4 separate regions of the Mus musculus genome follow, and regions 2, 3 and 4 are each linked to region 1. Evidence: chromatin contacts called from public Hi-C and promoter capture Hi-C data. All regions are on one chromosome and are shown on one strand. Each heading gives the region's core, a stretch centred on a gene start, on an enhancer-like site or on the middle of the called end of the contact. The rest is flanking DNA. Distances are from core to core; before and after follow the strand shown.

Region 1 (6,193 bases), core at 1,601-4,100:
ATGCCGCGGCTGTCTTCTCGGCCCACAGAACCACTCTATCTCTTATTCACTTTTAATACTTTTTGCTAACCTACCATTTTTTACCTGATCCCCCATCTTTAATAAATGCAATGGACAGTTACAAAATAGATAACATCCAAACAAACGGTTTTTCATTTGTTTTACTAAAATGTTAAAAAAAGAAAAATAGTCATTTTAAATTGCAGTTAGAGATCTAGAGAGTGGCTCAGCAACAAAATGCCTATCATGCAAGCAGGATGATCTGAGTTCGAATCCCCGGACCCATATGATGATGGATGTGGCTACTTGTGTCTGTAACCTGAGTGTGGGGAGCAGAGCAGAGACGAACTCTGGAGTTCACTGGCCAACTAAGCATCTCAAAGCACAAGGTGGAAGGAGAGTTCTAGGAGCCACTCGTGTCCACGCCTGGCCTCCGCCCACACACGCAGGGGCTCCTGCGTACACACCAGGAAGGTGGGTCTCTGTGAATTTAAGACTAACTTGGTCTATGTAATGAGTTCCAGGCCTGCCAAAGCTTAAAATCGTTGAGACTACCTCAAAAACAAAAGAAAAAGGTGCGTTCAAGCCTTACTATGGTTCGGAGTCAACTTCTCAACGTTCACGGTGAGGTTTTCCTTTGGGTCTTGGGGACATTCTTTTAGTCTCTCTCTGCATAAACTACTGGCAGAGCCATATTGCAGGACCTGAAACCTTAACTTGATGACCCTCCTCCTCACACCCACTCTTTAATGAGAAGTTCAGACTAGCAAACATTATTATTATTATTAATTATTATTATTTTTTTTTTTTTTGGTTTTTCGAGACAGGGTTTCTCTGTATAGCCCTGGCTGTCCTGGAACTCACTTTGTAGACCAGGCTGGCCTCGAACTCAGAAATCCGCCTGCCTCTGCCTCCCGAGTGCTGGGATTAAAGGCGTGTGCCACCATGCCCGGCCTTTTTGTTTTTTTTCAAGACAGAGGATTTCTCTGTGTAGCCCTGGCTGTCCTGGACTCACTCTATAGACCAGACTGGCCTCAAACTCAAGAGATCCACTTGCCTCTGCCTCCCAAGCACCACCACGGCTGACTTAATTCATTTTTTTTTTTTTTCGAGACAGGGTTTCTCTGTATAGCCCTGGCTGTCCTGGAACTCACTCTGTAGACCAGGCTGGCCTCGAACTCAAGAAATCTGCCTGCCTCTGCCTCCCAAGTGCTGAGAGTAAAGGCATGAGCTACCACTGCCCAGATCATTATGTGTTTACATGTATATCTGTGCACATGTTTGTGTCTGGTGGCCATGGATGCCTGAAGAGGGTATTGGGTTCTCTATAACCAAAGTTACAGATGGTTGTGAGCCACCATATGGGTGCTGGGATTTGAACCTTGGTTTTGCAGCCCTTGAGCCCACTTCTCCAGGCCAGGCTGGTCAGTTTTGAAAAGAGGCTCGAAGGAACCTGCGTTCCTGATGAATCTCTTAGGTATACAGTGCTCAGGAGGCTGTGATGGCCCAATGGCCATGGCAGGCTGCACAAACCTGGCTCAATGTGATTTGGAATTCACAGAATGGCTGGCACCGTAGTCTGGACGCTCAGCCTTGAGAGGCGGGAGGCGGTTGGACACAGATGAATGCTAGAACAAAAGGGACTTGTCCCACGGTGCCCTGTGTTCCTCAGTGGCCTTATGGTAGCTTCCAAGGTTGATCACTGGGCTGTTCAAGAGGGCTGCTACCTAACTCTCAATAAACATTGGGTCCTGGAGCCAGGCCTAGCATCAACTCCAGTCATCTCTTGGCCCTCCGGGAAGGAGCCTGATTGTGGAAGGGAACATTGAGTTTTCTTGGAAAAGGTACAGTCCCTTCCACATTAAGAAGTGTAGCTCATGAGATGCTGGCAGCTGATGTCACCTAGGTGAGGCCACCAACTGCATCTGCAGGACTGTCAGCTGCCACCCTGCAAAACCAGGGCATTCACAGAAAATTCACTTTCCATATTGAAAGATCTGGCACCCAGAAGGGTCCACGTACAGGGGTCTGCTGCAGGGCCGGATCTGGAGTACTTGACAAGCCCTGGGACACACGGGGCTTCCAACAAGTCCTGCTGAATAGATTCCCACAATGCCACATGTCACACAAAGTCAGAGGCTCCCACTCCAGCTGCTTCTGTGTGAGTGGTAGTGCTCAGATACCCGAGAGGCACCCGGGGTAGCTCTGAGGGACACTTCATATATACCGATAAATATGCAAAAACAAGCTTTGAATTGGGAGCTCTGACGGCATCAAGTGAGGAGAGACCGGAGGAAGGGGAGGTCAGGGCATCTTTGGTCTTCGCCAAGAGGCAACTCTTCAGTGAACTAGGAGTAAAGAGGGCAAAAGGAAACGTGTGCTTATGCCACTTGGTCCCTCAGAGGCAGCTGGAGAAACTGAGGCAGAGGGCGAGCTGGGGAACCCTGCTGGCTTCTGGTTGCTATGTGACTTTACAGGACTGTGCACACGTCCCGGCGGAGGCCACTGGTGTCCTTCCCCTGCTGCCTGTCCCGGGATCGTCCTCCCCACCCGCCTTCCGACCCCCCTGTGCCGCTGCGCGTGCCCGCGGGTCGCGTCCTGCTGCCCCGCCAGGCCCGGTGCGCACAGGCCCGGCCGCCCGCGCCCCGCTCACCCGTGAGGCCTCCGCCCTTGCCGTGGCCTCGGCGCCGCTGCAGCACGAAGAAGGGGTTGGCCCGCTCCGTCACCCATAGCGCGTTAGCCACCAGCACCTCCTCGGGCCCGAGCCACATCCCGCGGCCGCTCGCACCGGGCCAGAGCCCGTGAGGCGGAAGCGCGCGCCGCCGTCGCCGCGCCCGAGCCGAGCCGAGAGGAGCCGAGAGGCTGGGGCGGGGTCGAGACGTCGGCCCGAAGGTTGGCTCCCCCTAGCGGCCGCGCTGGCTCACAGCGTCGCCCTCCTCGACCTCTCCTGGCCTGGCAGTCCCCTCCAGCCCTGCTGCCGCTGTCCAGTTTGGAGGGGATCGCATGCTCTCTGCCTACTGTGCAGCCCAGGCGAGTTAATGTGGCAAAAAGCGTCTGGAGAAGGGTACAGCAGCGCCTGGTCAGCCTCGGGATTTTGACTCAAGTCTAAGGTTGGGATCCTCAAGAGCCCAGTTGTCAGGAAGCGCAGCTGGTGCCCTTTGAAATAAGTGCGCTCACCCCATCTGACAGATGGATTGGGGTGGCCTTGAGGCTGAGGTCACAGATGAGCACTTAATTTTTTTCATAAGCGTACAGCAGTATGATCTAGGGGCGCAGTGCCCTGCTCTTACCTCTCCTGGCCTGAAGGCGGCAGTCTCTGACAGTACAAATTCACCTTCAGATCCCAGCCCAGGGCTTCTGCCACTGAACCATGAAGCAAAACTAGCTACTGCGGGCTCTGTGAACTAGAGCCCGGTTAAACAATTAGGAACAAGATAGTTTCTGACTCAAAGGTGCAAATGACTCCGCCTGGACAAAAGGGGCGGACCATATTTATTTTGGTAAAGGCTAGGGAGACAGCTGTATGAGCTGTCCCCATGTCACCTGGACATGGCAGGAGGGTAAAAGGAAGGAGAGATAAATTCATTCTGGGAGGTTTGAGCAGATGTAATGGGTGACAGCCAGAGTGAGCCACAACCTTCTGAAACGCGGCTTGTGACTCAGCTTTCAAGACATGGCTTTCCTTACAACTTTGAAGTACAATATACTCCGGTTATCCTGACAGAGTACACAGCAACCAGTCAGTCTGGCTGTCCATCATCTTACTCCATGAGGGAGTGAGTATGATATCCATGTATGAAACATAACTAAACTCATCATCTCTCAGATACTGGATTCTCAGCCCATTGTATTAATGTGTCCTGATAGTAAGTCCTCAATGAGGACTTTGGACGCGCAGACGAATGCTGCTGTGCTCTCTGGAGAAGTCTACCCTCAAGATTTCGGAAGTAAGCCAGGCATGGTGGTAGACACCTTTACCCCAGGACTTGGGAGGCAGAGGCAGGTATATCTCTGTGAAGTTGAGACCAGCATGGTTTACCTAGCAAGTTCTAGACCAAAAATAATTTAGAAGTAGTGGACTGAGGGATGGCTCAGCAAAAGATGGAGATTGGGGGGGGGGGGGTTACAGCTCCAGGGGATCTGATACTCTCTTCTGGCTGCTGAAATTAACAGCAATAGCATTCACTCATGGATGCACACACACATATACACAGAGATAGAGACAGAGATAGATAGATAGAGAGAGATGGATGGATAGATAGATAGATAGATAGATAGATAGATGGATGGATGGATGGATGGATAGATGGATGGATGGATGGATGGATGGATGGATAGATAGATGGATGGATAGATAGAAATCTACAAAAAATTTAATTTGGAAGAATGATAATAATTTTATAAAAAGCATTTGGAAGTACCTGAGAACCAGTGAGATGCCTGACTTTGATCTCAGAGCCCACATGGTAGGAGAAAAACAGCTCCTGCAAGTTCCTTTGACTTCTAAGTAAAATAAAATAATAATTAACTAAATAAATGTAATTTAAGAACTGCAAGTATTTGTTCCACCTTGGAGCGCAATAAAGGATCGTCTATCCTTATTTCAAATTTGAGTGTACTTTAGTGTACTCAAGAGTCAAGAGACTGACGTGTCCATCAGCTGATGGTAACAGTAGTGGCATATCCCTCCATGCAACATCCAGCCATAAGATATCAGCCACTGAGGTGCTAAGACATGGCTGGACCTCGGACATCTGAGGCTGACACATAGACTGTTGGCATTGCCTATGTCTTTGCATATCTACCACACTCCTAGGTGCTGCAGCCGACCCAGAGAACAATCTGTAAGGACCAGTTTTTATAAGGAAAATAATATTTATTGAGCACTCAGTCTGTGCTAAGCCTATGTCTTTTTTCTTTTTATTTTGTGTGAATTTATTTTATAAAATTCACTTGATTGATAAAAGTGCAAAATTCAGGTTCTGACACCATCACAGGGCTTAGCAGTGAACCACATTATCTAGCACTTCAGCTCCTTTCCATCATCTGGAATGGTAACCCTGTCCACATCACAGCTACTGCCCAGCCTTCTCCCATTCAGTCCCTAATAACCACAACTCTGCTTTTGCCTCTATGGCCTACCTATCCCGGGTTATTTAGTGTGAACGAAGTAATCTGTCCTGTTGTGCTTGGCTTCTTCACTCACCATCACATGTCCAAGGTCCATCCACGCCGTAGCATGACCGTGGCTTATATTTTATGGCTGAATATTGCATGGAGGGATATGCCACATCTTGTTATCTACCAGTGGATGGATATTTCAGCCTTTTGGCTCTTAATAATATTATCACAAGCACTGTGCACATTTTAAAAGATTTTTACCTCCCTGTGTGCCTGAGTATGTGGCATATTTGTGCCCAGGTGTGCATGACCATACATACATATGTGTGTGGAAGTCAGGGACTGGGTCCTCTCTGCTATCACACTCTACCTACTTCCTAGAGACAAGGTTTTTTCCTTGAATCCAGGGCTTCTGTTTTCTCAGCTAAGCTGGAAATCCGAGGCCCCATCAGTCCTCTTGTTCTCTGATCCCTCCAGCTGGGGGCACGGGTGTGCCCAGTGTGCCACGGGTGTGCCCAGTGTGCCACGGGTGTGCCCAGTGTGCCACGGGTGTGCCCAGTGTGCCACGGGTGTGCCCAGTGTGCACCCACGAGCAGCGGGTGCTCTCACGGCTGAGTCTTCTCCCCAGCCCTTGTGTACAAATTTGAATGAAAGTTTTTTTTTTTTAATTATTTTGGATGAGAACCAATAAAATAATTTTATTAAGAATAGCTGGGCAGTGGTGGTGCACACCTTTAATCCCAGCACTTGGGAGGCAGAGGCAGAGGCAGAGGCAGGTGGATTTCTGAGTTTGAGACCAGCCTGGTCTACAGAGTGAGTTATAGGACAGCCAGAGCTACACAGAGAAACCCTATCTCGAAAAACCAAAAAAACCACCCCCCCTCCCAAAAAAAAAAAAACAAAACCAAAAAATCAACCAAACAAACAAACAAAAAAAGAATTAAGAGCCACTCTTCCTCTCGGTACCCTATTGAACTAGAGTGGGAAGAGGTGAGTCCGGTCTCAAAATGGAGGTAAAACCTCCCCACTCAGTCACCCCCAGCCTCTCTCTGGCGGCGCGACCATCGCCCCT
Region 2 (6,193 bases), core at 2,696-5,195, 250 kb after region 1:
ACAATCACATGTCCCATGTCTGGGCTCCCCCATATCTGTTTAGACAGGAATCTTGTAAGGAATATGTGGCCTGTATACTGGGTTTGCTTTAAACTCCCATGCTATCAAGAAGTGTGATATGCTTACTGACCTCCAGGCCTGTTATCAGTATGTGATGATGGGAAATCATGAAAAGTCCTTGCACTTCACCTGAAGCAAAGTATGATGTCATATATATTCTACTCTAACACTGCTGGTGTCACAGTTGTTCTGAGCTGAACACGGGAAGAGAAGACCCTGGGGTTTCTAGGTCCTTCCTAAGAGGCTAGTATGAATAAAAAGTAAAAAGCATGTTCTATAGGGCTATGGGAGCATGTTCTTGTGGACTATGGGACGTCCTAAGAAAGGACCGGTCTTACCTTTCCACTCTTCAATCGCATGCTCTCTTTCTTCCAACTGGGCATCATAAATTTGAGGTGGTGGCTGAAACGACATGTCAGGTCGATAGCTCAAAACTAATGGGCCATGCTCGGAAGATAACGCTACTTAGAATGTTTCGAGTCTACTTATGGATTTAGTTTAGTTAACATGTTCTAGATGTTTATTTTGAAAGAATATTTTATCAGTTTAAAAAACAGTTACAGAAAGTTAACCAAAAGCAAGCATCAATAATAAATCTCAATCATCACATGTCTTAGTCAGGGTTTCTATTCCTGCACAAACATCATGACCAAAAAGCAAGTTGGGGAGGAAAGGGTTTATTCAGCTTACAATTCCATACTGCTTGTTCATCACCAAGGAAGTCAGGACTGGAACTCAAGCAGGTCAGAAAGCAGGAGCTGATGCAGAGGCCATGGAGGGATGTTCCTTACTGGCTTGCTTCCCCTGGCTTGCTCAGCCTGCTCTCTTATAGAACCCAAGACTACCAGCCCAGAGATGGCACCACCCACAAGGGGCCTTTCCCCCTTGATCAACAATTGAGAAAATGCCTTACAGTTGGATCTCATGGAGGCATTTCCTCAACTGAAGCTCCTTTCTCTGTGATACCTGCAGCCTGTGTCAAGTTGACACAAAACTAGCCAGTACATCACATGACCTCAAAATGTTCTGCAGACATAGCCCAAATGGAATCACAAACTTACTAACAATAGGCAGCTCTGAGGTCAACTGCGTGGGGGCTGAGGGAGGTGTGGTACTTTCCTAGAATATACTTCCAGTTCACAGTTCTTCCTGACAGGACACCCATGCCCAAGCCAGCAGCTCGCGAATGGAACATTCCATAGCCTGGCTGCTCATAAACCTGATTCTTTTGATGTAACACAACAGTACAATGGCAGTTACATCTATACCCAGGCTACAACAGTGCTCCCCAGCTGGCATGAAGTGAACACCCACTGTGTTAGTATTTTACTCATAACTAAAGGACATCTACAAGGGATGCTGTGAAGAAAACTTAAGAGGGTGAGATGCCCAGATGTGGTGGGGAGATGTGAGCTAATGTGTCACTTGGGAAGGCTGCTTAGGTTCTCTGACTTGAGGCTCTGACTAAGATGTAAGCAAAGCTCATGGCCCAGTGCCAGGCATGAGCAGATGCTTCCTAAGTTATTATTACACATCAGCTTTATAAACATAAGGCCAACATCCACCACAGTGCACTCCTGAGCTCTGCAGCTTCAGCCCCAGCAGCAGTGCCAAGAGAGGGGCCAACCTAGGCCTCAGGTAGCAAGGTTTCTATTTTTGAAGTCAGGGCCCTAAAAGTAACAACTTGCTATCCTCATGTAGCCATTCTGGACCAACAGAAGGAAGATCCAAAGACAGTGGGCCCAGTATTTTAAAGTGAGCCCTCTACGCAGACGTTTTTTCCAGAGAACTTACCGCTTCTGCTTCAGCGGGGTCATACCAAACAGTAATATACGGGTGGCGCAAGGCTTCGTCCACAGAGATCCGCTTGTCTGGATCAATCACTAGCATTTTTGATAACAGATCTCTGGCTTGACTTGCTAGGATGTAAACAAATGATGTACTTATGTTGCTACCGTGGAAAAGAGGAAGCCACACAATAAAGAATCAAATGTGAGCGTATGGACAGTAAAGAGACATGCTGACTTCAGAAAATGTTTAAGAGTTTCAAGATCAACACGGCTCACAACCTTTAAAAGTCCAATGGCCACTATTACAAACCAGGCTTTTAGCATGTGAGGTGGGGGTTCTAGGTAACCTCAGACCAGTGTCCAGATGACCTGAAGCTATGAAGCCACAGTACAGTAGGTAGCAAGCACCTCTCTTAGGATGGTGTTGCCAGGAGTATGGACATGAAGTATCAGGAGTATTATTCTTTGTGTTACATTAGAACAAATTTAAAACCTTCTGAGTAACCCACAGTCCCAGAGTATAGCCTCACAGGGACCACTGCTTTGCCTAGCTGTAAACAGTGCTTTTGTTTTTAATCTAGAGGTTAGTAGCCAAGAAAAAAATCAAGAAGCTAATTAACGTAATAAGAAGCCTCAGCAAGGTCTCAGCAATGAAAAGTTCACAAAGAAAAGCTGGGGTTTTTGTGACCAAGGTGCTGCTCACCCCGGTGTGGAGGACAGCAAAGCTATTGTTTTTTCTCAGGTGACCACATTCTAGGAAGGACACATTAGGACAGTGAGGGCCTTTCCCACTGGGCCACACTCAATGGTTTCTGTCTAGAATCCTTATTGAAGTATTCTTTATATTTGAAATTGTTTTGAATTCAGATTGGTGACATCACAATATGGGTCTTATGTGTGTGCGTGAACGTGTATGATATATGCACATGAATGTTTGAGTGTAAGATGTACTCTGAGGCTAGAGGGGAAGTTGGCTGTCTTGCCTTATTGTTCTTCCCCTCCTTCTGTTATAACAGGGTCTCTCACTGAACTAGAAGCACCCAGTTCCCCTAGACTGGCTGTCACCAAGCTTCCAGGACCACTGCTCTCCACCCCAGAGTGTGGGTCACAGGCACAGGCAGCCACACTTGTGCTTTGAGTCATGCTGGGGAGACAAGCTCAAATCCTCACACTTGCAGGCAAGTGTTTTCCCACTCACTGCGTAACCTAAGGGGTTTCTAGACTGCTCTGGGTATTTAGTGACAATGTTTTAGCAAGGTCAAGACTTTTGTCCTTTAAAGCATTCCCTCTGTGGTGCCTTTGAATGTCAGACTCTGAGAGCCTCTATTTCAGGGTTTCCATTACTGCACCTCTTGACATACACGGACTTTAGAGTTAAGAGCTAGAGAAACAAGTGCGAGATAAAAGAGTGCCTTACTTTTTATTTTGTCTCTCTCAGATTCTGACGGAAATATCCAATCTGGAAAGAGCTCTTCAAACTTGATTCCAGGGTACTTTGGTCTGTTTTCCACATAATTCCTTACAGTTGGCTGAAGTTTCTTCATGAACTCTGCGGATGGTGTTCCTAGCTGTTCAATAACTTTATTCCATTGATCAATATCTAAGGATTCTCTTGAGGAAAATACAACTAAAATGCTTCATAGTCATAATACATACAGTCCTCTCATGCAAAGGAAAGTTCTAACATATCTATGAACAAGTAAGTAACTAGGCCATCCTAGAGGATCCGCAGAAACATTTTGGAATAAGACTTAAATAAGGTTTGGATTTCTAAATCCATTAACAAAAACTCTTATACTCTGAATCTTAAAAAGTATGATCATGGTTCATTAAATCAACATAATCTATGTTTTCCTATTATAATTCAAAATAAAATTATGACAAATGATTTAACCTATGAGATAAATGATTAAACAGAAAATAAATATCACATAAGCAAACTGAAATCAATGTTCCTACTAAAGCTACCTGAGATTTACAGGTCTCTCTCTAAATGAATCAATCTGACCTCTCTCACAGCTGGGCAGCAGAGCCTGTGAGACAGGCTGTCCAAGGAAGGGAAGCATGGAGAGGGGAGGGGCTTGGGTTCTGGCCTATCTCAGACCACACTCCCTCCTGAAACTGCCTTAGACAATGATGTTTCAGAGGCCATTCTGTTTCTCTTGGCAGCAGTCCATCCCTTCAGCATCTAGTAATGTGTTCTTTCTTCCTTTCAGAGTAAGTGACTTGGGGTTCACAGCCAGCATGCACTACCCAGTCAGGGTGCTGGAGTCAGTCCTCCTCAGAGCAACCTCCTCACTCCTGGGGCAGCTGACCCCAGCCTTGCCTGCTCTCAGGATGCCTGCTATACTTAGGATGACTGGGACTGTGGAAAGTGACAGTGAAGCTGTAAACAGGTACATGAGACAATGCAAGCTACGGAATCACATAAGCAAGAGCTTGGAATGTATCAGGCGTTCTCAGAATGTGCATCTACACCACTGGGAAAGCACCTAGGGCAGCCACACAAACTCAGTTCTGAGAAAATCCTCCTCCTCCTCTTCTCCTTCCACATGCTTTGCCAAATCAGAATGATGCACACATTTTATCTAGGTGCTTAGCCAAAACAGGACACCTGGCTCACGCGTATCTCTCCTATACTTTAACACCTCTCCCTCATGCTCAGCGCTCACTGGGAAGACTAATCATAACAGTGCTATGATACCCCACCCCCATATCTTATGCTACTTACCACTGGGAACCATCTGGGCTCCTGGCTAAAAGCCAAGCCCACCTACCTCACCCTCTCACCTACTGAAGGACAACTGTCTCATATTCTTCTTTCTTGCTGTTCTAACCCCAACGTGATCGCTACCGGAACCTTCTGTTCTCACTCAAGCATGATGTTCTTCCATGTTAACAGCAAGCACTTTCCTTTACATTCCCTGCCCCTGCTTTCTGAGACCTGCATCTCTAATCCTTACCCATTCGTGCTCTCCAGAGCACACTCTCTTCAGACCTCCCTCCTTAGTCATCTTGACAACTGTTTCCACAAAGGTTGCCTGAGGCGCCCACTAAACCCGGTGTCAGTTCTGAGTGCTGACTCCTTTTCCTTGAGCCTTTGCTCATCTCTTCAATGCTTAGCACCAGACCAACGGTTCCCACATTTTCCTTACTCCAAATCTCTCCTTTGAATTCCACACTTCATAGATTGGATGCTCCAAATCCACAAAGTCATTTGAAGGGCAGGCCCTCAGAGCAAACGCAGCCTCCAGGCCCAACTGTGCTATCAGTCCACTGGCCTGGAGTGAGCCTTTGCCATTTCTTTCTGGGTGACTCTAAGCTTCTGCTCTGTCCCCTACTTCTTACTGTCACAGAAAACCTACCCTCAAGTCATCTTGGCAGTGAGCCTTTTACCCCATCACTTGGATGAGGTGCCTAGAAATGGGCAGGAACTCAGTATGTCTGGCTTAGTGCTACAGGGTCATTTTGATAGATGACAGGAGGTGGCATGGGGTGCAGGTGGGGCTTACCTGAGAAAGCATGGTGGGCCTTCTGGGTGGGTAGAGCACAGGTTTCATTTAAAACAAAATAAAACAAAACACAACAACAAAAAAAAAAAAAAAACAAAACAAAAAAAGGAAGCATAGCCCAGAGAGATCTGAGTCTCTCTAGGATGCACAGCTGCCGTGGGCACCATCTGAGCTTAGGCTTCTCCTAGCCTGGCTCAAGTGTTTTCTTTCTCACAAGCCACTGTGAGGACAACACTTACTTTTCTACCAACATCACAGGCAAACCTCTTGAGAACCTCAACTTGGTTTCTGGAGCCTTTCTATAAATCGCCAAACTTTTTGATTTAATCTTTGAAAAGGTAAGCAAAACTTCCTTTAGAAAAGGATGTTAATTTCCATGTGACTATAAAGGACTTTTTGTTTGTTTGTTTGTTTGTTTGTTTGTTTGTTTTTCAAGTCAGGGTTTCTCTGTGTAGCCCTGGCTGTCCTGGACCTCACTCTGTAGACCAGGCTGGCCTCGAACTCAGAAATCCACCTGTCTCTGCCTCCCGAGTGCTGGGATTAAAGGCGTGCACCACCACACCTGGCCTGACTGTAAAGGACTTTAAGTAACCTTATATGTAAAACATCAACTACTGCTATCATAACATGTTAATATATAAAGTATTTTAAATTATAATTTAAAATCATTAAAGTATATGCAAAAGTACATACATTTTTATTTATTTTTACTTTTTGGAAAAAGTAATTATTAATAAATAAAAATATAAACAAATAAATGTTACAAAGTACTCTTAACTGACACTATAGCCCATCACCTTGACCACTCATGACAAGTCCACACAGCGTTTC
Region 3 (6,193 bases), core at 2,409-4,908, 230 kb before region 1:
GTCCTGAGTTCAAATCCCAGCAACCACATGATGGCTCACAATCATTCATAGTGAGATCTGATGCCCTCTTCTGCTGCATCTGAAGACAGCTACAGTGTACTTAGGTATAATAATAAATAAGTCTTAAAAAAAAAAGGAGGTGTTAAGCCAGGAATCCTGAGGAGAAATGTATGTTAGTCACAGCCATGGGGAGGATTAGAAATGTCCAGCCTTTGAGCTAGTCAAGGCATATCAAAGTTAGCTGGCTTATGTGTGTTCCAGAGAGCTTTTGGTCAAGTATGCCAGGAGCCAAAGTGGTTTAACTAATTCACTGCTACACACAACCATCCCTAACTCCAGTTTCAGGGATTCTGATGACCTCAGAGGGCACGGGACAATTATATGGTGCACACACATGTAGGCAAAACATAAAGCAAAATTTCATAAAATACAAAACAATAAAAAAAATTATATACTCCTGGGTCCCAGGTATTTCAGAAAAGGGGTCCTCAAATCCATTCTGAATTAAGCTCCTGTGTGTGTGTGTGTGTGTGTGTGTGTGTGTGTATTTGAGGCAAGGACTTATTCTGTAGCTCAGGCTGGCCTGCAACTATGTAGACCTGTCTAGTCTTGAATTTAAGACAATCCTCCTGCTTCAGACTTCCAGGCGCTACCTGGGATTACAGGTGCAAACACATGTATGCAGTGTTCCACTCTGCAAAGCACTCTTTACCACTGACCATTTTTTTTTCTGGCCCTTGCTCCAATCTCAGCTGCTACCTGCTACCTGAGCTGGCAGGCAGGTTGAACTGTAGAGTGCTTGTCTGTAGACAGAGGCTCTGGTCCCATGACCTCTGCTTTCTGAGTTCACCACCCACTGTGGGTCTTTCCTACAAGGGATGTGCATTTGGTCACTAAAGAAGAGCCCCCCCACCCCGCCCCCAAAGAGTCAAATACACAAATACCGTGACTCAGCCTCTCCTGGGTATTATCAGCTCTTCTACAACATCCAGTATACTAGAAACATGTTTAAGTAGTTATTTGCTATTGGGTGTGGTGACACATCATTTTTATCAGAAAAAAATGGCAGTGGAGAAAGACAGGTGGATATTATGAGTTCCAGTCTGGTATACCTAACCCCATCTCTAAAATGAATTATAGTCCTGGAGTTTGAACATAGGGCCTTGTATAAATTAGACAAGTGCTCTAACACTGAGCTATGTCTCACTTTCCTGAGACACACTCACACACACACCATCTCACACATATATGCTATGTGTGGCCCCAATGCTTTTTTTTTTTTTTTTTTTTTTTTTAGTTTCTCTGTGTTGCTTTTGCTGGCCTGGAATTAGGTCTATAGAGGCTAGCTTCAAACTCCAGAGATCTGCCTGCCTCTGCTTCCCGAGTGCTTGGATTAAAGGCGTGCGCCACCCCTTCCTATACATTTTTTTTTTTTAATGCTGGGTCAAACAGAAGTCTTTATTCCACGTATGATAAAATCACAGTCTTCGCCAATAGAAAACAAAACAAAGAGTGTGGGAAAGCAGAACCTAAGGTTTGGAGAAAAATCCAAGCGCCCTCTCCCGCACTGCCCAAGCGTCTCACGCGCTTTAACTCCCCCTCCTACTTATCTCTGCCACACGCAGCTCCACCCAAGGAAAACCCGGATGCTCAAGGGAAGTGGACCACCCGGGCCACCAGGGCGGGGCGGGGCAAGGCGAGGCGCGTACTCGCGGCCCTGCTTTAGGTACAACTTTATTGCATCACCGCGACTCCAGAGCGCGCGGCTGGATTATAAGTACTCCCGCGCCCCTTTGCTTGGGCATCTTTCTCTTCCAGGAGCGCGCCGGGGCCGCAGGGTTGTTATCCGCGTCCACCTTCTTCTCCAGCAGTTGCATGCGCGCCGTAGTCTCTGTTAGCATGTCCATGAGCAGTTCTTGCTGCAGCTTCAGGTAGTTATTCTCTTCCAGCAGCACCTGGCTCTTAATCGGCTGCACTTGTGGCTTCCAGGCCGGGATGGTGGAGGAGGGCAGAGGCGTGCGCGCGCTTGCGCGCTTCCCCTCTGGGGTCCAGCGGCCGCCGCGGAAAACGAAGGCCTCGTCGCTCAGTCGGGTGCGCGGCTCGCCGTAGTTGAGCCCCAGTTCGGCCTGTCGCGTGCGGTGGTCCAGCAGATAGAAGGTGGACATGGATGAGATATGGCGCAGCGGTGGCCTCCGCGGCGAGAAGCGGCGCGAGAAGTGGTCGACCCAGAATTGCCTCACCTGTTTCCACAGGCGGCCCGCTTGGCTCGCCGCCAGGCACTCAAAGGCCTCCAGGGTGAAGGTGGTGTGGGCCACGCGGGGCGCGCGGGTGTCTGGAACCCTGATGTTCTGGAATGGTGAAGGCGAGCCAGTGGCACTGCTGGAAAGCAAATGGCCTGTGAGCGGCCTGCTCAGGCTAGACTCTGCAGTTGTAGGCTAGTAGGGGAGCCCATTCCTGCATAGTCACACCAGCCGTGTTCACCAAAATTACCTCCCCGGGACCCTTTATCTAGGATGTAGGTGTGTAAGAGATAATGTAGGGCTGGGCAGTGATGGCACATGCCTTTAATCCCAGCACTTGGGAGGCAGAAGCAGGTGGATTTCTGAGTTCGAGGCCAGCCTGGTCTACAAAGTGAGTTCCAGGACAGCTAGGGCTACACAGAGAAACCCTATCTCGAAAAACAAACAAAAAAAGAGATAATGTAAAGGCCCAGAAACCACGTTCTCTGAAATGCTGGAAGAGACCACAGGTAGGGGGCCACAAGTAGAGATCAGTAGCCAAGCAAGTAGGACAGGCCTTTTCTTGCTGACAGCTGTGAGGCAAAGGGCTGTCATGTTCCAGATGCATGAAAGAGCCGACAAATAGGATTGGTTCCGAGAATAGCAGAAACGTAGGCTAGAAAGGTGAGCCAGAGGGCATTTTTCGGTACAGTACAGGGAAATTGAACATTGTGGTTGTCATTCTTTAAGGGAGGCTGCTGATGGCTGCAAAGTCAGGGTTAGTGTGAACTCGGCAGAGCATCTGTCTGGTGAGATGTCTAGCACATTCTAGCACTGGCACCTGCTCCATGCCAGGTCTGGCCTGCACAGAGGATACCACAAGCACAGCCTTTGTCTATCCTCAAGATGTTCCTGGTCCAGCTGGAAAGGCGTGTATTAACATCCAGTGTAATCAATGACATCATAGGACAGACAGGTAGGTGCCTTAGCCTAGACCCATACTTAGCTTTCAAGTAACTAGAATGCTGCACACTAGAGTTAACTTTTGTTCCTAGCCAACTACTGATAGGAATCTAAAGCCCAGATAACTACCAGAACCCATCTTACTTGCTTCCTAACTCTTCTCACAACACCTATAAAGTGCTGATTCTACAGTGTGGTTTTTCAAATACCTCTCCTGCCATCGAGGGCAGGAGTGAAAACTGCTGTCGGGTTTCCTTTGCCACACCTTCATTAAACCCAACAGAATTGTGCAGGTGGGCAGAGACAGGTGTTCTCCCCCACCCCCTGATTTAACTCATGGAGCGAGTCTCTGGAAGTCCCTACACATCCATCTTTGAGGTTACAACTTCCCCAGTAGACTGTTTCCTGACATTCCTTGTGAGTTGTTCCTCACCTGGAAGATGTGGTGGCGGTGCCCAAGCTGCTGTCCCAGGCCTGGCCCCATTTCTGGGTTATGGCACCCACCTGTCTGCCAGCTGTGACTCACAATGCCTCCCTGCCAGGCCTCCTAGGGTAGAGGTGGTGTAGACAGTGAAGTGTGTTCAGTTACGGGAAGTTTCCGGAGCATTGACTGTGCTCCAGGCACTGTTCTGGGGGAGGGAAGACGTTCAATCATAAAATCGCACCCCTCATTTTGTTTAAATCTTTGTTTTGATTTAGGTCCTTTTGAGACAGGATAGCCCAGGTTACCCTGTAGCCCAGGCTAGTAAGAATCCTCCTGAGCCAGTCAGTGGCAGCAGGTGGGTTTCAAGAGTTCGAGGCCAGCCTGGTTCAAGGCTGCCAGGGCTACACAGAGAAACCCTATCTGGAAAAACAAAACAAAACAACAACAAAGGGATCTGCCTGCTTCCTGCCTTAGCCTTCCAGCCGGATTATAATCATATGTTTCTGGCTTCTATGTGGAAGGTGGGAGTATGGGTAGTGTGACCTCTGGCCAAAAGCTAACCTCCAGTATCTTCTTGATCACTCTTCACCTTACTTGTTTGTTTACTTATTATAAACATAAAGGCAGGGTATCTTTATGGAGTCCTGGCTATCCTGGAACTAGCTCTGTAGACCAGGCTGGCCTCAGACTCACAGAGATCCACTTGCTCTGCCTTAGAGTGCTGAGATCAAAAGTGCACCAACCTGCCTGGTCTTCCACCCTATTTTTTGAGTCAGAGTCTCACTGAACCTGGAGTTAGCAGAGTCAAAAGGCCAGCTGGCCAAAAAGCTGTAGGGATCTTCTACCCCCACCTTTGCCAGGGAAGTGTCTTCTTGGAGTTGTAGTGACATCAAAGGTGAGAGAGAGCTCCCAGAGATGCACTCTGTGAACAAGGTGGGAGTTGGGTACCACTCGACTTCTGGCCAGCTATGAAAGTCATGTGTTGTATTAATGAAGATAGGGCAGAGGGATCTTACTCATTCTGTCTCTCCCTTAAGTTCCAGACAGACATTGCTGTACCCTGCAGATTGTGTGTGTCAGTGTCCCGTGTCAGCACTGGGGTTAGAGATGCAGGCTGCCACACTCACTCAATCCCATGAGAACTGGGGTTCTGCACTCAGGGTCTCAGGCTTGTGCAGCAGGCCCCTCCCTCACTGAGCCATCTCAGGCCCCTTACTTGGGTTTTTGGAGACCTGATCTCACTTTGTTAGCCTAAGCTGGCTCAAATCTCCTAGGCCTAAGTGATCCTCCTCCCATCTTAGTCTCCTGAGCAGCTCCAGCCTATAGGCTGTGGCACACAGTACCTTAAGCCAACATTCTTGGCAATGGGGTGGATGGGAGGTGAGCATAAGGAATCTGGTATTGCTCTAGAACACATGTAGATTGCCCTCCAGGAATTTTAGTGCAACCTTAGTCCAGAGTGTAGCAATGGAAACTTTTGGGGGCAGATTGAGCCCAGGGCTTCCTGCATGATATTTGTATACTCTTCCAGTAACTTTTTAATTTTTTTCAAATCCTACTTTTAATGATTTTTTTAAAGATTAATTACTATACATAAGTACACTGTAACTGACTTCAGACACACCAGAAGAGAGTGTCAGATCCCATTACAGATGGTTGTGAGCCACCATGCGGTTGCTGGGAATTGAACTCAGGACCTTTGGAAGAGCAATCAGTGCTCTTACCCTCTGAGCCATCTCGCCGGCCCTTAATGGTGGTTCTTAAATGCTTTAACCTCCCTTGTAGCCCACCACCCACCAGAAGTAGTGGGAAAGAAAGGATTCGGGAGAAGTGGACTTGTTTAGAAAGGTTCTTTGGAGCCACTCCCATCTGGGTTGTCAGGAAATCAGCAGTTCAGTTCACTGGTCAGCAGCGGCAGCTCGATCCACTCACAAACACTTCACAATACACCAGCAGTCTAGTTTGGTGGAATGAGGATAGCAAACACGAATCGGGCATGACCTAGCAGAGACAGCCAGGCCTCAGCCTCTGCTTGAGTCAGCAGGAGGGACAAAGAGGAAAACCAGTTCTTGGCTATGCCTCTCTCAGGGAAGTGAAGATGAGGGCAGACTCAAGACCCACAAGCATTGCACAACTAGCTCTGTAAGCAACCTAGCTAAGCCTCTGTCACTGCTAAGTCTTACTTATCTCCTCCAAACATCACGTGTCCTCCACAGGTCTTGCCTCAGCATGTGTCTTGCCACAACAGATATCACTCTGCCAATCAGCCCAAGGCCAGGGAAGTGGCAAGAAACTGCAGCACACTACCAGAAGTTTTATGGTGCATTTCTCTCTATGGAGTCCCAACAGATGTAGCTCAGCTACACAGTGTGAGGCTAACAATACATGTATGTTGTTAGCAAAGAACCCACCACATGTCCTTTCATGTGCTTGGTTTAGGAGAACATTCTTTTACCTGTGTCTGCTTTAGCTAAATGTTCCTTCACGAGTCTGGAGTCTGCCTTGGTCTTTTATCTGTGTCCACTTTGGGAAAACATTCCTTCACATATTTGCCCCAGCAAAACACCATCCAACTGACTTTCCAAAG
Region 4 (6,193 bases), core at 2,342-4,841, 170 kb after region 1:
CCGGACAATGGAAAAATCTCGAAGTCAACCAGAAACACAATGATCTGATGTGAAACCTCCTGGTCGTCTTCCTGGAGTCTGGAGGTCCTGGGCTTATCCGCAGAATCACAGTGGCAGGAGAAGGCAAAGAGGAGAGTTGGGTATAGAGCCCTGCAGTAGACTGCACACTCATGATGTGGGGGAGGTCCTTGGGTCCATCCACACCACCAGATGATGTACAAGTATATCAATTAATGAAGCTGTACTTTAATATTATGAGTATATACACAGAACCAATATTACCCATAGATTCTGTATTTACAAATTTGTGTACTACTTTCCCCCCCTCTTCCAATAGCTTGTATTGCTTTTCCGTTCAATGGTGTGCAGGCACAGCAAGCCAAAATATCGGAGCCATTTGCATGAGCATTTCCAGCTAAGACTGAACTAAATACAGCTGCTGTGTCTTGTTTCTGCTCATATTGTGTGCAAGGATCCTTCCCCCTGCCTCTGTTTAGTATCTCTTCGCTTTCCTTTTTTTGTTTTCTTTGGAGAACGGTTTCCATGTTTTGAAAGGATTCCAAGAATAATACTGGAGTGATATATTTTATTTCTAAAGCACACAAAGGCTATGGTGTCTCCTACAGAGAAAACGTGTACTAGATAGCTCTCATTTATCTATGACTTCTACAGACACGGATAGCCAAATAGAGAGAGATGGATAGATAGACAAGTGCATGGACAGATAGATCCAGAGACAGACGAGTAGGTAGACAGATTAGATACATACACAGATAAATATTTTCTTTATGTGGCTCTGGGGATTAAATTCATGCTAGGCAAGCATTCTACTCCTGAGCTCCATCTCAGACCCAGGCATGAGTTGGCCTGGCCATTTCTCTCCTTTCTTTACCTTTTTTCCATTTACTTCTTCTACTCATTGACAAGATTATCCTGGTAGTTTTAACATACACATTTCTTTACCTTAAGTTTAATCATTTAAACAATGGTCCATGTATTTACAATACATAGAATGTTCAGCCAGTGTGTGTGTGTGTGTGTGTGTGTGTGTGTGTGTGTGTGTGTGTGTATTACTGTGCATTACTAAGTTCAGTGTAGTCAGTAATGCACATTAGACTGGTGTCTTTTACACATGTGCACAGAACCACGGCTAGGTGTTGATTGCTTGTAGAAAATATTGAGAACAGAACCTGATGCTGCATTCCCCCCCAGGAGCAATGGCTTAGGATTTGCTAATTTGACATTCGTGTTGGTGTTCTAGAACATAATTAATGGGAATAACAAAATCAACTCTATGTATGTATGTATGTATGTTTGTATGTGTATCTATATGTATAGATTTCCATTTGAATCTTTTCCTGAGTAATAAATATTTGGGGAAAAATTCAATCTATGCTGAACATTCTATGTATTGTAAATTCATGGACCATTGTTTAAATGATTAAATTTAAGGTAAAGAAATGTGAATGTTAAAACTACCAGGATAAATTCAATGAGTAGAAGAGATAGATGGAAAAAAGGTAAAGAAAGGAGAGAAAAAGAAACAGGAAGTCAAGGAAGATGATGCCAAATACCACAGGGGTAGGTGAGGACCGACCCTTGCAGATCAGCAACTACAGTCAAATCTAAGTCCAGGATGTAAATAAAAGAGAAGTAGGAAATTGCTCATTTGGCAAATATCACTCAGCTATTCGGAGGATTCCAACTTTGAGGGTTCAACTAAGACTTTTCAGCATTATGGTGGGCTTATCAGGACAGAGCCCCATTGAAGATAAGGGAGGACCTGTGACAGTTGGAAAGGTTTTAAGGCAAAAAAAATATTCTGAGGGAAAAGCACTATAGAAATAAGTAAAGGGTAACCACACAGTGATAAGAGGTTCAATTCATTAGGAAAATATCACGTTTGTGCTAAGTAACATGTCTTCAAAATATGGAGTTAGGACTGAGGAGGTGACTCATTAGGTAAAGTGCTTTCCAGACAAACATGAAGACCTGAGTCTGATGCCCAGAATCTCTCTCTTTCTCTCTCTCTCACACACACACACACACACACACACACACACACACTCAAGCACACAATACACTCAAACACACACTCAAGGACACACACACTCAAGCACACACACACTCACACACACACACTCAAGCACACAATACACTCAAACTCACACTCAAGGATACATACACTCAAGCACACACACACTCTCAAGCACACACACACTCACACACACACACTCAAGCACACAATACACTCAAACTCACACTCAAGGACACATACACTCAAGCACACACACACTCTCAAGCACACACACACTCACACACACACACATGCATACATACACTCAAGCACAGACACATGCACAAGCACGCATGCTCATGCACAGGCACACACCAAGCTTGGTCGCATTCACTTGGAATCCCAGTGATGTGATTGTTATATTGATGAAGAGACAGAAATAAATCACAAAGACTAGTAATGGGACTCCGACATGGATGCAGAAATCTAAAAGGATAGTTGTCGGTGAGTAACTCTGTATCTGTAAACAGGAAAATTTAAGGGAAAAGGTTAAGTTATTGAGACAATATAAAAAGTTACAAAGTAACTTAAGAGAAAAGAGAAAAGCAGACAGAGTTCAGCTACCCAGGAGGCCGAGGCAGAGGGAGCCTAAGTTCAAGGCCTAGCTGAACTAGTTAGTGAGCCTGTCACAAAATAACAAAACGCAAATGGGAGACTTGGGAGTGTAGCTCCAGGGTAGAGGTCCTGCTTAGGCTATGGAACCTCCTAAGTTCCATCCTCAGAATTGCTTTGGGGCAGAGGATAGAAAACCTAAACAGCCATATGGTTACTAAATAACAGTGAGATTAAACAAAGAAACAATCCAAGAAGAAAAACTTGACTGGGTTAATGAAAGTTACTCCTCTGAGAACACTCAGTCTCAGAGGTTTCTCTGGCAAAAGCAGATCCATGCTCCAGCAATAGGCAATTCCAGTCACACACAACAGTAAGACACACAACAGAGGAAAGAGTAAGAGGGGCTGTAAATAGTGTCAGGCAGAGGAGTAGCCATGCAGCCTCACTCATGAGTAATGGTGGCAGAATCTCAAAACAAAGCAGCACCCAGGACTCAGGGATACGGAGACACAGAGGTTTGTCCTGGTTTGCGTATTTCAGAATCGTAAGATAGATTCAACATTGATCTTTCAAAGCTAGTAAAAAACCGTCAGTAGTGTAGAGGAGAGCAACATGTGAGTTCTGTGACAATGCATTATTATGACAATATCTCTTACATCCAAGAGTTGGGAGCTTTTGCTAGACCTTACAACCAAGGCAGTAACACACCTTGAGCTCACTTAAGGCTGATTGGTGTCCTAAGGCTGATTGGTGTCCTGCTGTGTGCTCAGCCTGTCCGTTCCACCTACCTCTGGGAGAGCAATGTAACAACCATCTTTGTCTGAGATTTCCCACAGAAGCAGTTTTTGCAGCCTAAGCTTTAATCTTGAATTGTGTTTTTCTTCCATGCCCCTGGCCCAGAGCAATGCGTGGTGCCCTTGAATGTATGCTATGATAACCATTTGTTGAAAATAGCAAACAGGACAAAAGAGACCTTGTACAATAACTATCTGCCACCAGTTCTGGAAAGAGCACAAAGATAGACTGTCTGCAGGACCTCTTGTTATCTGGGAAGGTTGGAACGGGTAGCTTTACTCCATGTAAAACCGTTAAAGTATTTCTGTGAGGCAGTCATCGTGCCTTCCTCCTGTAAAGCTGTCTAATAGAGGAGAGCCAAGCCCTTTGTTAGGGACAGATTCACAAAGACAGCATTCAGGAAGGCACAGATTCAGACACATCTGACAGACGGACAGATTGCAGGCAGGACAGAAACCGTAAGCCACACAGAGACAGAAGACACATGGAGAAGGGTAGGAGAATTCATATCTGGGCTGGCTCTTGGCCAAAGTCCAAGAGGACACACGTGTTGGATCCTTTTCGTTAATGTGATGTCGATGCATATCGGCACATCTGAGACTATCTCTACTGCCTTTAATCTATGCGGGGCAATAGAACCAGAGAAAGAATCCGATGTGAGACCTCTTGACACATTAAGAAGCAAGGCACCTTTCTGATACTTGAAGAAATCCTCTAATAGCAAGCACTCTAGCACGGCCTGCTAAAAGTGGTCCTTTTAAAACTAGGAAAAGAAGGGTGTCATTTCTCAACACTTCTGCATAACATGGTCCTGGGGTGCAAGCTGATGCTATAAGTAAAATCAAGCAGGGGTTTCCTGCATTAAGTAACAGTCTTAGCACTTCAGAGACTTGGGGTATGGAGGGGGATCTATAGACTATTCCTGTCCTCTTATACCAGTGGAATTTCTATTTTATGCTGCCACAGAAGTAAAAATAAATATTATTTCAGGGGCTGGTGGGGTTGCTCAGTGGTTAAGAGCACTTGCTAGAAGCTCCCAGCACCACGTGGTGGCTCAGTTGCCTAGCATGCAAGAGGCTCTGGGTTAACCCCTAGCCTCCCCCTCCCCCAAAGTCCTAGTCAGTACTGTCAGTTACAGAATTGACATGCCAAAACAAAACAAAAACAAAACAAAACAAACAAACAAAAAAAAAAACCCTAAAACCTGCTGTCTTAAGAGCGAGCACCTGAACTGACCACTGGTTTTCACTGAATACTATTTTGACTTGAAGAATGACAGAGAAACTCCCATTGTTCAGACTTCAGCATTTGGCTGATCTTGCCTTGAAAATGAATAAGAAGCCCGTCACTTCCAAGAAAACAATTCACAGCATTTGTTGCCAATGAAGAAGTTCAAGCTTTCAAGAGAAAATTGGGAATTTACAAAGCCCTCACCCACCTCTGTGAGCTTGACAGCCTCAGGGTTTTCCTCAGATTTTCAACCCAACAGTGGGGAGATCTGCTCTACTCAGCGTCTCTGTGTTTTTTTAAAATGATGTATGGTGCTATAAGATCACATATTCAAGGTGTGTTACAGTCCAGTGGACATCACGGTGTATGGAAAGGTCACTGATATATTTTTGGATCTCGTGTTACAATGAATATTTAAAAATTAGCACTTGCACCTAACAAGAATATGGACAGGTATCTCATAAGAATGTCAAGTATTTCAAATTCTCAACTACATACCTGTGAGATTCGATCCCCCTCCCTTCCCTTCAGGGATTGGCACTAGAATGGACCTAGGGGGTTCCTGAGTGGGAGGAAATGGTTCTGCCCTTGAGCTCCAGCTCCTAGCCTGAAGACGCACATCTGCATAGTGGACGCAATTGTTCATCTGCCTAGTAAAGTCCTGTGATCTTTACCAAAAGTATGGGCGGCTTAAAAAGAGCAATTCCCATTACAGCATTTAATTTGCGCTCTCTCTCTCTCTCTCTCTCTCTCTCTCTCTCTCTCTCTCTCTTCTCTCTCTCTCTCTTTCTCTCTCTCTCTCTCTCTCTCTCTCTCTCTCTCTCTCTCTCTCTCAGGCGGGGCAATAAATGACAGATGCTTCCAGTTCTGACTGGATCTAGCCAATTGGTTAGATGCCCTCCTTCTGTGGCTGGGGCCCTAGGAGGAAAAATAAACTAGCTTTCAATGCTAGTGTGGCTCTACCCTCCCAATCTTTTCAAGCAATGAGCACCAGTCAGCACTTCCCATCATAGCCGCTAGAGGGCACCAGCGCCTGCCGAAATGCACAAGGAGGACCCTCAGGTCTGACCATGCTAGGTGCACCTTGTATCTTCTCTCTACCCTGCATTGAAGCCTGACTCAAGGTGACAGTGGGCTTCCCGACTCTCCCTCCACCCTGGTTGGGTGAGTGATCTGGTGGGTATGTCTAGCCAGTCCCCTGGGCTTTCTGGGACTCTTGTGCTGGACATCTGAGCTGGAAAGGCTGGATGCTCTCCATTCTGCTCCGGGCAGCATCAAGGCTTCCCCAGCTGATGTCCGTGAGATCTCCCACCTCGTGGCCACCACTGGGTAGAGGCCACTGTATTCTCAGCTCTCCCAAGAACCTTTTACCTTTGTGCCTGCCAGGGGGTCCTTGTTCACAAAAGCCTGGACAAACTCCTCGGGCCCAATGTGCCTTAGTCGCTCCTGCATGGGGAGGGGAGAAGAGTCAGAAAAGAAGGAGAGGCACACGTTGGGGAGGAGGCACACGCTGGGAGGCATCAAGGGCACAGTCAG

The links. Promoter capture Hi-C pulls out the DNA fragments that hold promoters and counts their contacts. Hi-C and Micro-C count contacts between places; a contact is called where the count stands out from the background.
Region 2: a Hi-C map of cerebellar granule neurons shows a contact between it and region 1, with 2.2 times the contacts expected there. The contact joins the enhancer-like site here to the promoter of Tbc1d9b in region 1. A contact is called at or near these places in 7 of 39 promoter capture datasets (the 3T3-L1 cell line, 3T3-L1-derived adipocytes, the C10 cell line and 4 more), 2 of 15 datasets of contacts at CTCF or cohesin (the G1E-ER4 cell line and the NIH/3T3 cell line), 11 of 484 Hi-C or Micro-C datasets (the Ba/F3 cell line, the G1E-ER4 cell line, the N1E-115 cell line and 5 more), 5 of 115 datasets of contacts at active chromatin or transcription factors (the HPC-7 cell line, the NIH/3T3 cell line, embryonic stem cells and 2 more) and 2 of 9 other capture datasets (embryonic stem cells and pancreatic islet).
Region 3: a contact with region 1 is called in a promoter capture Hi-C map of pre-B cells, with 6 times the contacts expected there. The contact joins the promoter of Cby3 here to the promoter of Tbc1d9b in region 1. A contact is called at or near these places in 13 of 39 promoter capture datasets (the 3T3-L1 cell line, the C10 cell line, cranial neural crest and 8 more), 4 of 15 datasets of contacts at CTCF or cohesin (embryonic stem cells, large pre-B cells and pro-B cells), 14 of 484 Hi-C or Micro-C datasets (the G1E-ER4 cell line, the N1E-115 cell line, Th1 cells and 5 more), 16 of 115 datasets of contacts at active chromatin or transcription factors (the HPC-7 cell line, T-cell acute lymphoblastic leukemia, bone marrow-derived dendritic cells and 9 more) and 3 of 9 other capture datasets (adipose tissue, liver and pancreatic islet).
Region 4: a contact with region 1 is called in a Hi-C map of Sertoli cells, with 4 times the contacts expected there. The contact joins the enhancer-like site here to the promoter of Tbc1d9b in region 1. A contact is called at or near these places in 18 of 39 promoter capture datasets (the 3T3-L1 cell line, 3T3-L1-derived adipocytes, the C10 cell line and 11 more), 3 of 15 datasets of contacts at CTCF or cohesin (CD8 T cells, the NIH/3T3 cell line and embryonic stem cells), 10 of 484 Hi-C or Micro-C datasets (the G1E-ER4 cell line, the N1E-115 cell line, Sertoli cells and 7 more), 21 of 115 datasets of contacts at active chromatin or transcription factors (DN3 thymocytes, the HPC-7 cell line, SST interneurons and 12 more) and 3 of 9 other capture datasets (adipose tissue, liver and pancreatic islet).

What each region holds. Positions count from the first base shown.
Region 1 is chr11:50,128,017-50,134,209 of GRCm38.p6, reverse strand. Tbc1d9b (TBC1 domain family, member 9B) reads right to left here and starts at 2,850. Exons shown (of 22, transcript NM_001290760.1): 1 at 2,654-2,850. The coding sequence starts at 2,771.
Region 2 is chr11:49,875,488-49,881,680 of GRCm38.p6, reverse strand. Mapk9 (mitogen-activated protein kinase 9) reads right to left here. Exons shown (of 12, transcript NM_207692.2): 8 at 3,268-3,450; 9 at 1,855-1,979; 10 at 399-462. Among named protein-coding and RNA genes, the nearest start is that of Rasgef1c, 23 kb to the left of the region's middle. Within about 2 kb of position 3,945, at least 34 of the 459 cell types and tissues checked have an H3K27ac peak or open chromatin away from gene starts, as enhancers often do. A contact at or near this core is called in cerebellar granule neurons, cerebellum and hippocampal neurons, where this site is marked.
Region 3 is chr11:50,355,226-50,361,418 of GRCm38.p6, reverse strand. Cby3 (chibby family member 3) reads right to left here and starts at 3,658. Exons shown (of 2, transcript NM_029691.1): 1 at 3,616-3,658; 2 at 1,717-2,379. The coding sequence starts at 2,165. The coding sequence ends at 1,743. It overlaps Mir804 (microRNA 804), which reads left to right and starts at 3,540; the gene lies at 3,540-3,634.
Region 4 is chr11:49,961,064-49,967,256 of GRCm38.p6, reverse strand. It overlaps Rasgef1c (RasGEF domain family, member 1C), which reads right to left. Exons shown (of 14, transcript NM_029004.1): 6 at 6,029-6,103. Among named protein-coding and RNA genes, the nearest start is that of Rnf130, 61 kb to the left of the region's middle. Within about 2 kb of position 3,591, at least 5 of the 459 cell types and tissues checked have an H3K27ac peak or open chromatin away from gene starts, as enhancers often do. A contact at or near this core is called in Sertoli cells, where this site is marked.